3 separate regions of the Mus musculus genome follow, and regions 1 and 3 are each linked to region 2. A link is a contact called in public promoter capture Hi-C data. All regions are on one chromosome and are shown on one strand. Each heading gives the region's core, a stretch centred on a gene start, on an enhancer-like site or on the middle of the called end of the contact. The rest is flanking DNA. Distances are from core to core; before and after follow the strand shown. Region 1 overlaps Abr (active BCR-related gene). Region 2 holds the start of Gosr1 (golgi SNAP receptor complex member 1). Region 3 overlaps Efcab5 (EF-hand calcium binding domain 5).

Region 1 (4,245 bases), core at 1,578-4,077, 270 kb after region 2:
CATGGCCCTTTCTCACAGAGTCCCAAGTAAGGGATCGAGTTCACAGGGGACAGAAAAGTAGAGCGAGAAAGCAAGCAGGCCGTGAGAGGCATCTGATAGAAGAATACCAGAATCCAGGTGTGGGGGTGAATGCCTGTAATACTACCCTTCAGGAGGTTGAGGCAGGAGGAGTACCAGGAGTTCAAGGCCAGCCTGAAATATATAGTGAGCTCCAAGTCAGTGTGGGCTATGAATGAGACCCTGTTTCAGAGACAGATGAACAGCAATCACAAAGGCCCCTGGATTCAGAGGAGGAGGGAACCACTTTTAATTGAGTCAGGACTGGACTGCGTACACATTTCCACTCACACGTGCAGGGACCAAGGAGCCAAGGCGGTGCTCGCAACGTCCTGGCTGCAGATGGTCTTGGCTCACTTCTCGATGGCAGCTGGTAGGACTCCAAGGCAATTTACTCTTTGCTATTACTTTACTTCAGGAGTTCTTACCTTAAACAGTAGTTGTGTTGCTGTGCGTTTGCCCAGATGCCAGCACTATAAATCAATCCTGGTTCCACTGTAATTTCCGAGGTGCTTCGTCTTCTTAGGGGACAGATGCAGAACTGGCTGGCAGTTTTCTCCAGAGCCATAGCTGGAGCTTGCTACCTCTCACAACCCAGCTAGCTTCCTTCGAGGAGTTTACGATCTGTAAACTCATAATGCAGATACTGATAGCAACATCACATCCCATCTGTAAAACGGTGCATAGTTTTCCAAAAAATTTTCACACAGTTCTATTTAAAGGTAGGTAGGGCTGACGAATGGGGCCTTGTAGATGCTGCTATTTCAAGGAACTCATTTGTCAGGAATAAAAAGCTCTTTTGTATTCCATATTAACTCTTCAGGTATCTGTGCTTAACAAGAATGGCTTGTCTGAAATGCCTGTATTCATGTTTGACGACTCAGGTCTCTCCTCTGCAGTGATGATGTTACCCATCATCCCGTTGGTCTTTCCAGATGTATGGGCCACATAATTGATGGTTTGAGAAATGATTTTAGGTGATATATTGATACATGTTTTATAGTTAGGTGTGTTTTAATGTATATGAGGAAGAACAGGACTCATATATCATTTCTATGATTTGATATAAAGCTTAGGATAAGACTGTAATAAAATCTGTATTGGCCAAGGAATGGTAGGGCATGTCTTTAATCCCAGTACTTGGGAGGTAGAGGCAGGAGGCTCTCTGTGGGTTCAAGGCCAGCCTAGTCTACATCTTGAAAACTTTTATTATGCCAGTGTGGCAAGGTTATACTGATGGGGTATGAGCAACTGAGGTTCTTCAATGTATATGGAGTATATGAATCTGGCCGTAGCTCAGACAGCAGGAGGGTGGAATGTGAAGGACTACCACCAAGAAAAGGGGTACCTGGGGGAAGAGAGACTCCAAGCACTGTTCTCTCTTAGGTATGAGCGGGCCCAGCTGTCCTAAGGCTATGGCTTGACTTGGGCATCAGGCCCTGATGTGAGTACAACCCCACATGGCATCTGCTCTAATCCTGAGTGTCCCTTGCAAACTGGTGTGGCCTGTGGGCTAAATTACGCAGTCTGCAAAGTCTCAGACCCTCGCCGTTAGCTTGTGGCTTCACGCACAGCTAGAGCTGGGCTGCTTAGTCCTCACTGTTGCCTTGGAGAAGATAAAGGGCCATGGAAAGATTGTTTCTTGACTTGGCTTAGAACCAAACCTTAGGAGGCTTTATTTAGCCCTAAGCTCTGTGGAAGCCCAGGCCAGAGCCGCCCATGGCTTATCAATAGATACTACCATAGTGACCCGGTGTGTTGATTTAGGGGCCTCAAGATGACAAACTAGCAGTCTAGCAGTTTGTGTAAATCGCTGGGGATGAAGGTGCCCACGAAGGATCTGATTTATAAGCCCCATTGGAGAGAAGCGGGTGACAGCATTTCTGTGTTGGGGAAAGGTTGGCTGCATGGCAGAGCATTTGCCCAGGGCTTTTGATGCATGTGGGCTCCTCTGGAAAACATGCTGAGAACAACCATCCGGCATGTGTAGTAGAGAAGGAACAAGTGAACTCTGAGCGCTGTTGTTTTATGAAACAAACAATCTCTCCCACAAGGACTGAGGAAACAGCCATCAATTTCTAGGTTTTGTTTTGTTTTTAAGTTTATTGAGTATGCTGCAAGAGGGTAGCAGCCAGGCAATAACTCCAGAACCAGGGCCAACCATCTCCAGATTGTCCCAAAGCAGAAACATACGTGATATGAAGAAAGCCCTCTCTGTCCAAAGATGGAAGATTTTTCAGTGCTAGCTGAGCAGCAGGCTGACTGTTAGTAAAATTCACAGAGCATAATTTTATATCATTGAATTCTCAGCTGCCTACACCCCATCCTAGCTTGAATTTTAGGAGTATAGCCCAGAGTGGGGACTCTTGGAAATGACTGATTATTGACTTTTCAGAGAGATCTCTTCTCAAAAGCTTCTTTTGGGATAGGCATATGAGGCAAGGGTCTTATTAAAATGGGTTGTTTCACAGTGGAGGAAGGCTTCTTCAGATCAGGAACTTTACAGAGGCTAAGGAGCACTGCAGTGGGTGAAGCCCACCTGTTTACCAAGCGTTTGCCAGATTCGCAGGTGAATCCTTGGATGGGAGGAATGAGGGCCAGTACAGGAGCAGTGGCCTCCAGCTTGGAAGGCAAAGTGCAGATCAGGTTTGGGAAGCAGGCAGCTCGCAGGCCAGTGTGGATCTGACTTTGAGAGCTGGAGCCCTGCCCTCCTTGGACTCCAGGGTGTTGTTGGAGGCTGGGCTGTCTCCAAGCAGCTGGCCATTTACACCCCTCTGTGCCTCAGGGCCGTAATGTTTATTATACCTACCAGATTGTGAGATGCCAGTGAAGAGCACTTAGCACCGTTCTTGGTACTTGTGAAGCCATCAATAAGTAACTCTGTGCTTCCTTAATGTGGGGTTTGCACTGGCTTCCTAATGCTGCCGCAAACTTATGGCTAGAGACAACCCTGATTTAGTTTCTTGTAGAGCTTCAGGAAGCTCTCAAGAAATAAATTTATTTCACCTTTTCCCTATATCCCTTGGTTGCAGGTTCCATTCTCTAGCCTCAAAGCCAGCAATTTAACCTTTACCCCCTCCACCTCATTGTTACACGTGACTACTAAGGTAAACCAGGAATTTCCTCAAATTCCATCATACCGGAGAAGTCCCTTCGTTATTAAAGTAACGTGGACCTCTCTGCAGGGTGATCATTGTCTTTACTCTGGGGTGAGATAACATTTCATAGTTTGGGGAGCAACTATGTTCAGACATTTGTACCACTTAGGAAAAGATGTGGAGAATACTCACTTTGGAAAGTCTTCAGGGACACTGGAATGGGTTTTCTCTGTGGCTTGAGAGATTTCCGTGGCTTGAGAGATTTCCGTGGCTTGATAGACTTTTTCTAGCTCACATTAAGGGTGTGCGTGCATTTGATGCCCAGAAAGGAGCTGTTTGAGACAACAGATCTATAAGTACAAGCTTGGGAAGGGTGTGGGAGAGGGAAGGAAACATCCCAGTGGAAGATGAGGTAGCTAGCGTTGGAGGCCTTGGGGTGGACCCCAGCTCTGCCTCTTTTAAGTCTCATTTGTTTCTGGTTTTTGTCTTTTTGTTTTTTCATATTTTTTATTAGGTATTTTCCTTATTTACATTTCCAATGCTATCCCAAAAGTCCCCCATACCCACCCCCCCACTCCCCTACCCACCCACTCCCCTTTTTTGGCCCTGGCGTTCCCCTGTACTGGGGCATATAAAGTTTGCAAGTCCAATGGGCTTCTCTTTCCAGTGATGGCTGACTAGGCCATCTTTTGATACATGTGCAGCTAGAGACAAGAGCTCCTCCGGGGTACTGGTTAGTTCATGTTGTTGTTCCACCTATAGGGTTGCAGTTCCCTTTAGCTCCTTGGGTAATTTCTCTAGCTCCTCCATTGGGGGCCCTGTGATCCATCCAATAGCTGACTGTGAGCATCCACTTCTGTGTTTGCTAGGCCATAGTCTCACAAGAGACAGCTATATCTGGGTCCTTTCAGCAAAATCTTGCTAGTGTATGCAATGGTGTTGTTTCTGTTATATAAGGAAGAATACAGAACTCACTTCAGTGTGGGTGTCGGAGGGCCGGAAAGCAAATATGCAAGTCTGGAGAGGAGTTAAAAGCCTTTTCTGCTGAAGGGCAGGTGCGACCCAGGATTGAGGCTTGTCTTGGGGAAGA
Region 2 (4,718 bases), core at 2,199-4,698:
TTTTGCGCAGTGACTGTGAGCCTCTTCCCACACACCATGGGAGAGCGAGCCCACAGGCTTAGTAACCAGTGAACACGGAGCTCATTTGGAGAAAACTACTTTGTTTTCTAATATGTTAATACTTGGAAACACTCAAATGTTAAGGTCCATTTCTTACCTATAATTTCTGGAATAAATTCCCTCAGACTTCCCTGAATTAAGATTATCTCGGTAGATGCTTGGGAGGTTTGACTCAAACCTTCTCTTGAGGGATCCAAGAATCACATGCCCACATGGCCACGCACACAAGGCCTGTGGAACCAAAGGTTTATTTTCTTGTCTTAAGCATATTTTATGTACTTCTTTTTTTCATTTAATTTAATTTTTTACTTGCATACTTTACATTTCGCTTACTGCCTCCCTCCTGATCACCCTTCTCACAATCCTTCCCCATCTACCCTCCCCTTCTCCGCTGAGCAGGTGAAGGACCTCTGGTCATCCCTCCCCACCCACCCCCCGACACCCACCCCCCACCCTCACCCCCGCACCCTGGACTTCAAGCCTCTTCAAGGCTAGGCACTTTCTCTCCCACTGAGGCCAGACAAGGCAGCCCAGCTAGAACAAATCACAGAAAGGCAACAGCTTTTGCGATAGCCCCCGCTCCAGTTGTTTGGGACCCACATGAAGACCAAGCCGCACATCTGCTACATATGTGAGGGGAGGCCTAGGTCCAGCCTGTGTTTGTTCTCCACCCAGAAGCTGATTCAGACAGAAGCAGCCACCCACAGACAAACAGTGGGGACTCTTATGGAAGAATAGGAGGAAGGATTGTGGACCCCGAAGGGGATAGGAACTCCACAGGAAGACAAACAGAGTCAACTAATCTGACTCTTAGAGACTGAACCACCAACATACACTTGGAGTACTTCTAATAAGACATTCTACACAGTGAAATCATTATGTTCTGGCTTATCACCGTGGAATGTAAATACATTTCATTATTTCCCCAGAAAAATAGCAATGGTCCTGTGGGAAGTACAATTATTTTCAACTGTCACTCAAACATTACTAAAATGATGGCAATGAATAAGTTCAAGAACGGAGAGAAGATAAAGAGATAAGACGAATTGTTAGAGAAAATTTACATGAAAAGCTTCATTTCTCGACAAGATAAACATGTTTGTATTCTTCCTTCGAAGGACAGTGAGAACTTGTGCGTCGTAGGTAGAACAACTAGACGTTGAAAAGAGGAAAGATGTCAGAGGCTAGAAACCTCAGGATCCAAAGAACAACGTGCCAGTGAGTTCCTGGGGGTCATTTTGGGTCTTACATACCTACATCGCACCAGAAATGGCAAAAGGTACAGACTAGAAACACTGTAAGCTAATGGCTCTCAACCTTCCTGATGCCGTGACCCTTAATGCAGTTCCTCATCTTGTTTTGACCCCAAATCATAAAGTTATTTTATTTCATAACTGTAATTTTGCTACTGCTATGAATCATAGTGAAAATATCTGTGTTTTGTGATGGTCTTAGGTAACCCCTGTGAAAGAGTCCTTTGACACCTCCACCCCACCCCAAGGAAGTCACAACCCACAGGTTGAGAACCATTGCTTACATAGCCCTGGCTGTCCTGGAACTCACTGTGTAAACCGGACCATCTCAAACTCACAGAAATCCACTTGCCTTTGCCTCCCAAGGGCTGGAATTAAAGGAGCACGCCACCACACCCAGCTATAAACAATCGTGTGACCAATGGTTTTAAAAAGCATCAGCAGGGAACAGTCTCCACAAAGAAAAGAAGAAGTGAGTGCAAAAGACCTGAAAAAGTCAATGATGGGAATAAGCTCACCAGATAGGTTCAGCAGCAACCTGCAGCGGGCAGGGAAACACCCGCTAGTCTGTCAATCACCCTGCAGGCAGAATAGAAGATGTTCTCCAAACAGAACAATGGGAAATCGAGTTTAAGAAATGCATAGCCAGGGACCTGGGGAGATGGCCCAGTGTCCTGAACAAAGAATGATCTGCAATCGCTGTGCTATTTTCAAGCAAGTTTGGTTTTTAGGTATACAGCAAACAGAAATGAAAGAAAGAGACAGCAAGCAGGAGGTAGTAGTTCATGAGATCAGACACTTACGTCATCCAGCAGAAAGCAACGGAGGAGACCTGGAGAGCAAAAACCAGCTAGTTGGAGCCTCTCTCTGACCCACAAAAAGGGTTCCAGGAAGAACGGCTTCTCTTAGGTAAGATGTCCAATGAACCATTCCCACCGTGGGCATCTTTATGTCAGGAAGGTCAGAGGGAATGATCAGCTGTGATCAAGGACACGGTGTGTTAACTCAGATACTCTCCTTCTGTCCTCCCGGACCTGGTATTTTTTACTCTTTGGGCCATTTTGCTACACTATTGCTTTCTCACAGAGCCAGCCAGGTAGCCCATCCCCAGCCAGGGGGTCTCTGGGACAATTTACAAGAAATATGCTTGGGTATTAAGTATGTGTGTGACTGGGGCACGGGGTGACAACCCTATGTCCACAACCAGCTTTTCAATGGACTTAAACAACACATAACAATTTATTACTATAATGCATATTATACTCAGCCAGTAAATTGCTTGGCATGCATGCATTAGGATGTGAGTTCAGATCCCTAGGACAAACATGAAAAGGCCAGGCGTGTCATCATATGTCTGTAATCCCAGCACTGGGAAAGCCAAAACTGGGGCTGGATAGCCAGCTAGTCTAACGACATCAGTGAGCTTCAGGCTGTGGGCACATGGAAGCTGTTAGCAAGGGACAGAGGACTGATGCTCTGCTGTAGACATAGGGAAGTCAACCAGGGAAGGAACTTTACATACTGGACAGTGGAAGATGGGCAGGAAAAGAACCACTGGCTCTGAGAAAGGAAAATGCTGATTGAAGGTACTTTTTCTTTTTCTTTTTCTTTTTCTTCTTGAGACATTTATCCCCACCTAGCCTTGAACTCTCTATGTAGCTGAGGATGACCTTGAACTTCTGGTCTTTTTATCCCCACATTCTGAGTACTAGGATTAAAGGCATATACTACCATGTTCTGTTTATGGAATGCTGGGGGTCGAACCCAGACCCTCTTACATTCAGGCAAGGCACCTGCCCCATTAAGCTTGACACCACCACCACCACCCCCCCACCTCCGGTCCCAAGACATCCTATTTAAGGGGAGATAATGGAAATTGTGTCTCTCCTCTAAGTCACCCGCTGAAAAGAACAATCCGAGATGAAGAAATTGAAGACTGAAGACTGAAAAGATGTGGTATGAACACCCAGAACAGCTAAACGACGCTTTCAAACGAGCTACTTAAAGCTGTAAAATAACGAATTGTCCACCAGGTGGCAGTGTCTAAGGAGGCTAGCGTATCCCATCAGCCTCGGCGCTCGGGGGTGGAAGAAGGCGTGGAGGTGACTCTCTGGCCTTCAAGGCCTCTACTCGCCTGTCCCGACTGACGTTGGGCAACAAAGATGGCGGCAGGAACCAGCAATTACTGGGAAGGTGAGGGCAAGGCCTCGGAGTGGGTTCCACCGGGTGCAGAGTGAACTTAATGAGGCTGGATCTTGAGGGAGGCAGCAGAGGGAAGAGCCAGGCTACGGAATGAGCCACACTTTGGGATGAGGTTGTCCAAGAGGAGCCCTGGGCCTGGGAACTTGGGGAAGGAGCTGGGGCGGAGTGAGCCGGACCTGGGAAGGGGTTGGGTCCGGGAGTGGAGGGAGCCGGGATGGAGAGGAAGAGGCGCCTGAGGCTCCAGATGGAAGTGTGTGAGGGGTAGTGAGGCTCTCCGGATGGGGCTGCGGGGACGAGCTCTTGGGAGGAGGGTGTTGAGCAACAATATCCAGAGCCCGGAAGACGAGCAGTCAGAACCTTGGAGTTGAGGTCACTGTCAGACAACTAGGAGTGAGGAGGGACTTGTCAGCGCCAGCCTTGCAGGGATATTTTAGTGGATGGTCGTCTCCTCCTGGACCCCAACTGGCAATTTGAGATTGAGACTTTAATGACGACTGGGTGACAGAATACTGAAAATAACTGTACCTTCTTCCCTGGACTCCAAGATCGGTTTTGTTAAAAATGATAGCAAAAAAAGGTTCTAATGAATACGTTTGCTGTTCGTCTCCCGCCAGGAAAACCTTCAGTTGTGCTTATTTAATTCCTGAAAGTCTGGTCCACTCAAGTGAGGTCACACAAAACCTTCCTAGTCCACAGTGATCCACAGAGATCAGAAATGGCCCACTTTGTTTCATTTAACCTTTTGCTTATTTAGTTTTTAAGCCTATTTCCTCTTTTTGTCCCATGAAGCCCCTGGGAAATATGGTATTGTCACCATCAGCCAGTAGATCTAAGGGACTGAATTTTATGTTCTGTCATGTTTTCAAAATACATTCTACTTTATGCTTTTCATTAGACTAAATAGATAAATAGAATTACAGAGAAACATGCCTATAGTTTAAAATGTGTATTTAAAATGCCCTTTGGAAATACTTGTCGTAGCTAGAATTTCTTTTTAAACTATGTAGATAGGAGTAGCTGCTATGATAGTCATTATTGATAGTCATTAGGCTGTGGGTTTTTGAAACACTATACTGTAATAATTAAAGCAATTAATATATTGACAATATATCTTTGTACCAGATGCTTTAAGCATGTATAGAAAAACTGAAAGCTTGAGGTTTTTAAATGAACTGGATCATCAGTAAATCTCAAAGACAATAG
Region 3 (4,376 bases), core at 1,793-4,292, 330 kb before region 2:
AAAGCTATTAGGTCACCGGGATATATCAGTCCCCTCTCATTTAGATAAAATTCTATCAGGAAATTCTAAGTTCCATTCTTGAGAAAAGAGAAAGCATTCTTTGGGTGCATCTTTCTGTTTGTGTCAGGAGAGGACCCTTGTGGCAGGGGCAATCTATTATACAAAGTTTGTGTGGCCTTCCTGCAGCTTTGAAAAAAAAATCGCCAGGCGTGGTGGCGCACGCCTTTAATCTCAGCACTCAGGAGGCAGAGGCAGGCGGATTTCTGAGTTCGAGGCTAGCCTGGTCTACAAGGTGAGTTCCAGGACGGCCAGGGCTATACAGAGAAACCCTGTCTCGAAACAAAACAAAACAAACAAACAAACAACCCCCCCCCAAAAAAAAAAACAGGCTATGTTAAAAAAAAAAATCTCTTATTCAGGAAGCATGAGATGGTACCGGCAATATCTGCAGGTTCTCTCCGAGATTGGACATGCCGGGAAGAGCATAGGATCTGGAGTGTGGTTGATAGACACCCCACCCGGGAAAACTGAGTGTCCCTTTCCCAGCAGGAACCATCTCCAAATAGCTTCTTGGTTAGGGATGGAACTTTGTGTCCGCTTCCCCTTCTCTGTGCTGGGATTTTGTCTAGCTTGAACGTGTCACAGTCTCTGTGAGTTCGTACGTGTAGCAACCTTGTCGGGTCTAGAAGACGTTGTTCCTTGGCTTCATCCCCCACCTCTGGCTCTTACAGTCAGTCTGTCTGTCTGTCTCCTCTTCCACACAGACCTTAAGCCTTGAGGGGAGGAGTTCGATAACAGTGTCCCATTCAGGACTGACAGCTCCAAAGTCTCTCACTGGTCGTCCTTACCCAATAGCAGTTACCTTTCTCCTGGCTTTTCCTTAAGTGCTGGGTCTAGGACCGAGGGTCCCACACTTAGCTGAGCAAGCCCTTGACCTCTGTGCCCTCCTCCAGTAGTGGTTGTCTGAGGAAGAGGATTTTATGTCTGAAAACGTTTTCACTTCATCACTCGTACTTGATTTGAACTTTGCCGGGGAAAATCCTTTTGAAGACATTTAGGAGTTTTGGGGACTCAGGAGGTTCTGTTTGACTTCCTCTCTCTCTGTCACCAGATTGGGGGAAACTCTTTAACCAGAGACACATTGATCCATTCATTGTCTGTTTTTTGTTTTGTGTGTGTGTGTGTGTGTGTGTGTGTGTGTGTGTTTTAAATGAGATACCTCATTTTAAAAAAACATGAGCTTCCAAACTTGGGACATAGGTCGTTTTGTTAGGGTCCATGCCACACATATGCATGGCTGAGGGATCAACGCCCGATCCCACAGAAAAGGAGGCATGGAGGCCCCAGCCTGCAACGCCAGCACTTGGGAGGTAGAGGCTGAGAGGCCTTACGCTCACTTAAGAGCTTGAGAGGCTTAAGAGGCCACCCTTGAGTCCATAACAAGTTCAAGCCAGCCTGTCTCGAAGGAAAGCAAGAGACGCATAGATCACGTCACATACACTCGTGCGTTCTGAACTACTCCGTTTGGATAGTACACCAATCATTAACACTATCTAATTTTATGACATTTTCAAAAGTAAGCTGTAGCCCATTAGTGCTGGCTCCCTCTTCTCGCACTCTGTTCCCGAGCAACCGTGTATCTGCTTTCTGTCTGTCTGTTTGGATTTGCCTGTCCTGACTTTTGGTACAAATGGTATTATGCAATCGGTGGTGTCTTGTTTGCTCATCCTAGTGTTTGCAGGGTTCGTCTACATTTTGGTGAATGGTAGTTGTTTATTCCTGAGTTATCTATACGTGGATATGCTATAGCTCACTTATCCACGTATTGGATCATGGGCCCCTGGGATCTTCGTTTTTTTTACTGTTGGGATTGTGTTACCAGGACTGTTTTGTTTACAGTTGTTTTGTTGGATGGTGGTGATTTTGTTTTGTTTTGTTTTCTTTTGTTTTGTTTAAGAAGATGAGTATTCTGTTCTCTTGGGCTCAGACCTTAGGGGTGAAGTGGTTAGATCAATGGCAGCTCTTCTGTGTAACTTTTGTGTCTCTATGGCCTTTTGACTTGCAAGGCTGCTATTGAGATGTGGGAAGCCTTCCTTGTTTTCTGAGTTTGCACATGTTACTTGTGTTTTGCTTCTCCTTTATCCCCAGAGCTGTGAGATTTTGTGGTGAGAAGCCTTGGTGTGGCTGTTTCCACCCATTGGTCTGGGTTCTTGCTGGGTCTCTTCAGTTGTGAAATCTAGGTCCTCACCTCCTGGATACCTACATACATAGCATCAAGGGTGCTATTACAGCTGTGCAAGTTGTGCGCTGCACAAAGCCCCCCCCCCCACCCACACACACACCTGAGTGGGCAAATGTCCGCTCACTCTCTAACCCGATTCCACTGACTGAGCGCTGTGCCTGCCTTGACTTGATGCTACGTCTGCTTGGAAGGGGGCATCTTTTTCTTCACAAACCTCTTCTCTGCTCAGCCAGCTGGAGGGTAGTTCATGTATCCAGCACAGGTGACCTGGAGGCTGATGGTGACCCTCCTCTCCCTTCCTTCTGTTCCTTCTTTCTAACACTTTATTCAGACATTGGGTCTCCTAGACTCAATCTTCAAAGTGCTATTTTTAGTGGGTAGAGTACAGCTTAAGTCGTAGAGCTGGCGTGCACAAAGCCCTAGGCTTGATTCCCCATGTCTGCAAATAGGTAAACAAGCGTCCTGGTTTCTCTCCCATCCCCTGCCCTCCTTTGTGCTGCTTTTACTTTTCCTATTTATTTATTTATTTATTTATTTCTCTGTTTTTTAAGTTCTTACCTGCTAAGCTGTGGATTGGGGCGGTGTGAGCGAGAGCCCCTGCACCTCTGTTCACATTTCACCTCGGGTCTCCCAGGGCACTGATGATTGCAGTCTTGCAGTGTTCTCCTCCCTCTCTTTCTCCTTTGGTGTTTGAATCCCTGCATCTCCACGTGATGATTTGCTGGTTTGAAGAGTGAAGTGACTTCCTGTGTGCACGCTTCTCTAAGTTCTTTATCTTGGACCGTTGGCTTCTGGTGGGACTGGATTCTTCCCTTACTGTCTGGACAGGAAACAGCCTCTCTTCCCAACTCCTAGGGCCTGAGGGGGAGTCTGCGGGCCTCCATATTTAGAACATCTCCCAAGGGTCCTGCCATGTTCACTGGGGAACTGCACTCTTAGTCCCCACTCCCAAGATGTTACCCTGAGATGAAATGAGAGGAAATCACCCAGCGCTGCAGGGGCAGGGGCATTACTAGGTCTCTCACTCTTTCCTAAATGCATCTGGACACCTCTCTGAATCCAGTGAGGCTGCTGGGCTAGGCAAGTGTAAGCCTCCTCCATTGCTGGCTTATCCTCTCTTCTCCTGTTAGCATTGCCGCCCTTCGTCTCTGCCTGCTCCCCAAACTTTATTCCTTCATCCTTCACTCAGCCACTTTAAAGGAATGTTGGCTCTGTGCCAGGCTCTGTCTTAGGACTTTGGGGACCAACAGAGAATAAAGCTGATTAAAGTCCCTGCTCTCAAGAAGCTCACAACTCCAAGGTGGCTCTTGCATGCTATCAGGAGAGTGAGAGCCTATCTAAGACAAAAACAGAGGAAAGCAGAGAATAAACAAGGCAGGGCTGGGATGGAGCCGGTGGCAGAGCACTATGCTCACACAGACACACACACAATCACACATACATACATCTCACATAAACACACTCACACAGGGCAGTAAACATAACAAATATATACCTTGATAACAAAAAATAATAATGCTAAGGAGCTGGAGAGACAGCTCAAAGTCCAAGAGTGCTGACTGGTCTCTTCCAGAGGACCTGGGTTCAATTCCCAGCACCCACATGGCAGCTCACCACTGTCTGACTCAAGTTCGAGTGGATCTGACTCCCTCACGTAGGCATATGTGTAGACCAAATACCAGATGTACATTAAAAAATAATAAAACTGTTTTATAAATTCGTGATAAAATAAGTAAGCAGGGTAAGGTGATTGGGTGGCGTTGGTGGGAGACAGGGAAGGAGTGTGGGATGGAGTTTTGTTTTCTCTTAGGTGATGTGGTGGATCTCACCTAAGGTCTTGTGTGAAGCAGTTCAAATATAAATAGATAGTTAAGAGAGACCTTGTCATACGGTAAGATTTAAGCAAGGAACTCAGCTATATGGATCCGTCTGTGGCGAGTACTTCAAGCAGGGCAAGGAACCAAAGCAAAGACCTTCTAAAGCAGGAATACACGGTGTGGTGAAACAGGGAGGACACTGTGTCAGGAGCAGAGCAAGAGAACTAGAGGCACATAGAAGGTGATGGGTGGGGCAGTGGGCCGAATCAGTCAGAGTTTCACACTGTCCAAACAGACTGTGAGAAAAAGGATAAGCT

What was found. Promoter capture Hi-C pulls out the DNA fragments that hold promoters and counts their contacts.
Region 1: a promoter capture Hi-C map of the C10 cell line shows a contact between it and region 2, with 2.1 times the contacts expected there. The contact joins the enhancer-like site here to the promoter of Gosr1 in region 2. A contact is called at or near these places in 3 of 39 promoter capture datasets (the 3T3-L1 cell line, the C10 cell line and macrophages) and 2 of 115 datasets of contacts at active chromatin or transcription factors (bone marrow-derived macrophages and effector CD8 T cells).
Region 3: a promoter capture Hi-C map of pre-B cells shows a contact between it and region 2, with 2.1 times the contacts expected there. The contact joins the enhancer-like site here to the promoter of Gosr1 in region 2. A contact is called at or near these places in 8 of 39 promoter capture datasets (the 3T3-L1 cell line, the C10 cell line, the HPC-7 cell line and 4 more), 1 of 15 datasets of contacts at CTCF or cohesin (the NIH/3T3 cell line), 2 of 484 Hi-C or Micro-C datasets (the G1E-ER4 cell line and the N1E-115 cell line), 2 of 115 datasets of contacts at active chromatin or transcription factors (large pre-B cells and neural tube) and 3 of 9 other capture datasets (embryonic stem cells, liver and macrophages).

The regions. Positions count from the first base shown.
Region 1 is chr11:76,488,148-76,492,392 of GRCm38.p6, reverse strand. The region is part of intron 2 of Abr (active BCR-related gene); the gene reads left to right. Among named protein-coding and RNA genes, the nearest start is that of Abr, 81 kb to the left of the region's middle. Within about 2 kb of position 2,827, at least 24 of the 459 cell types and tissues checked have an H3K27ac peak or open chromatin away from gene starts, as enhancers often do.
Region 2 is chr11:76,762,308-76,767,025 of GRCm38.p6, reverse strand. It overlaps Gosr1 (golgi SNAP receptor complex member 1), which reads left to right and starts at 3,448. Exons shown (of 9, transcript NM_016810.4): 1 at 3,448-3,506. The coding sequence starts at 3,476.
Region 3 is chr11:77,095,832-77,100,207 of GRCm38.p6, reverse strand. All of the region lies in intron 17 of Efcab5 (EF-hand calcium binding domain 5), which reads left to right. Among named protein-coding and RNA genes, the nearest start is that of Nsrp1, 20 kb to the right of the region's middle. Within about 2 kb of position 3,042, at least 5 of the 459 cell types and tissues checked have an H3K27ac peak or open chromatin away from gene starts, as enhancers often do. A contact at or near this core is called in pre-B cells, where this site is marked.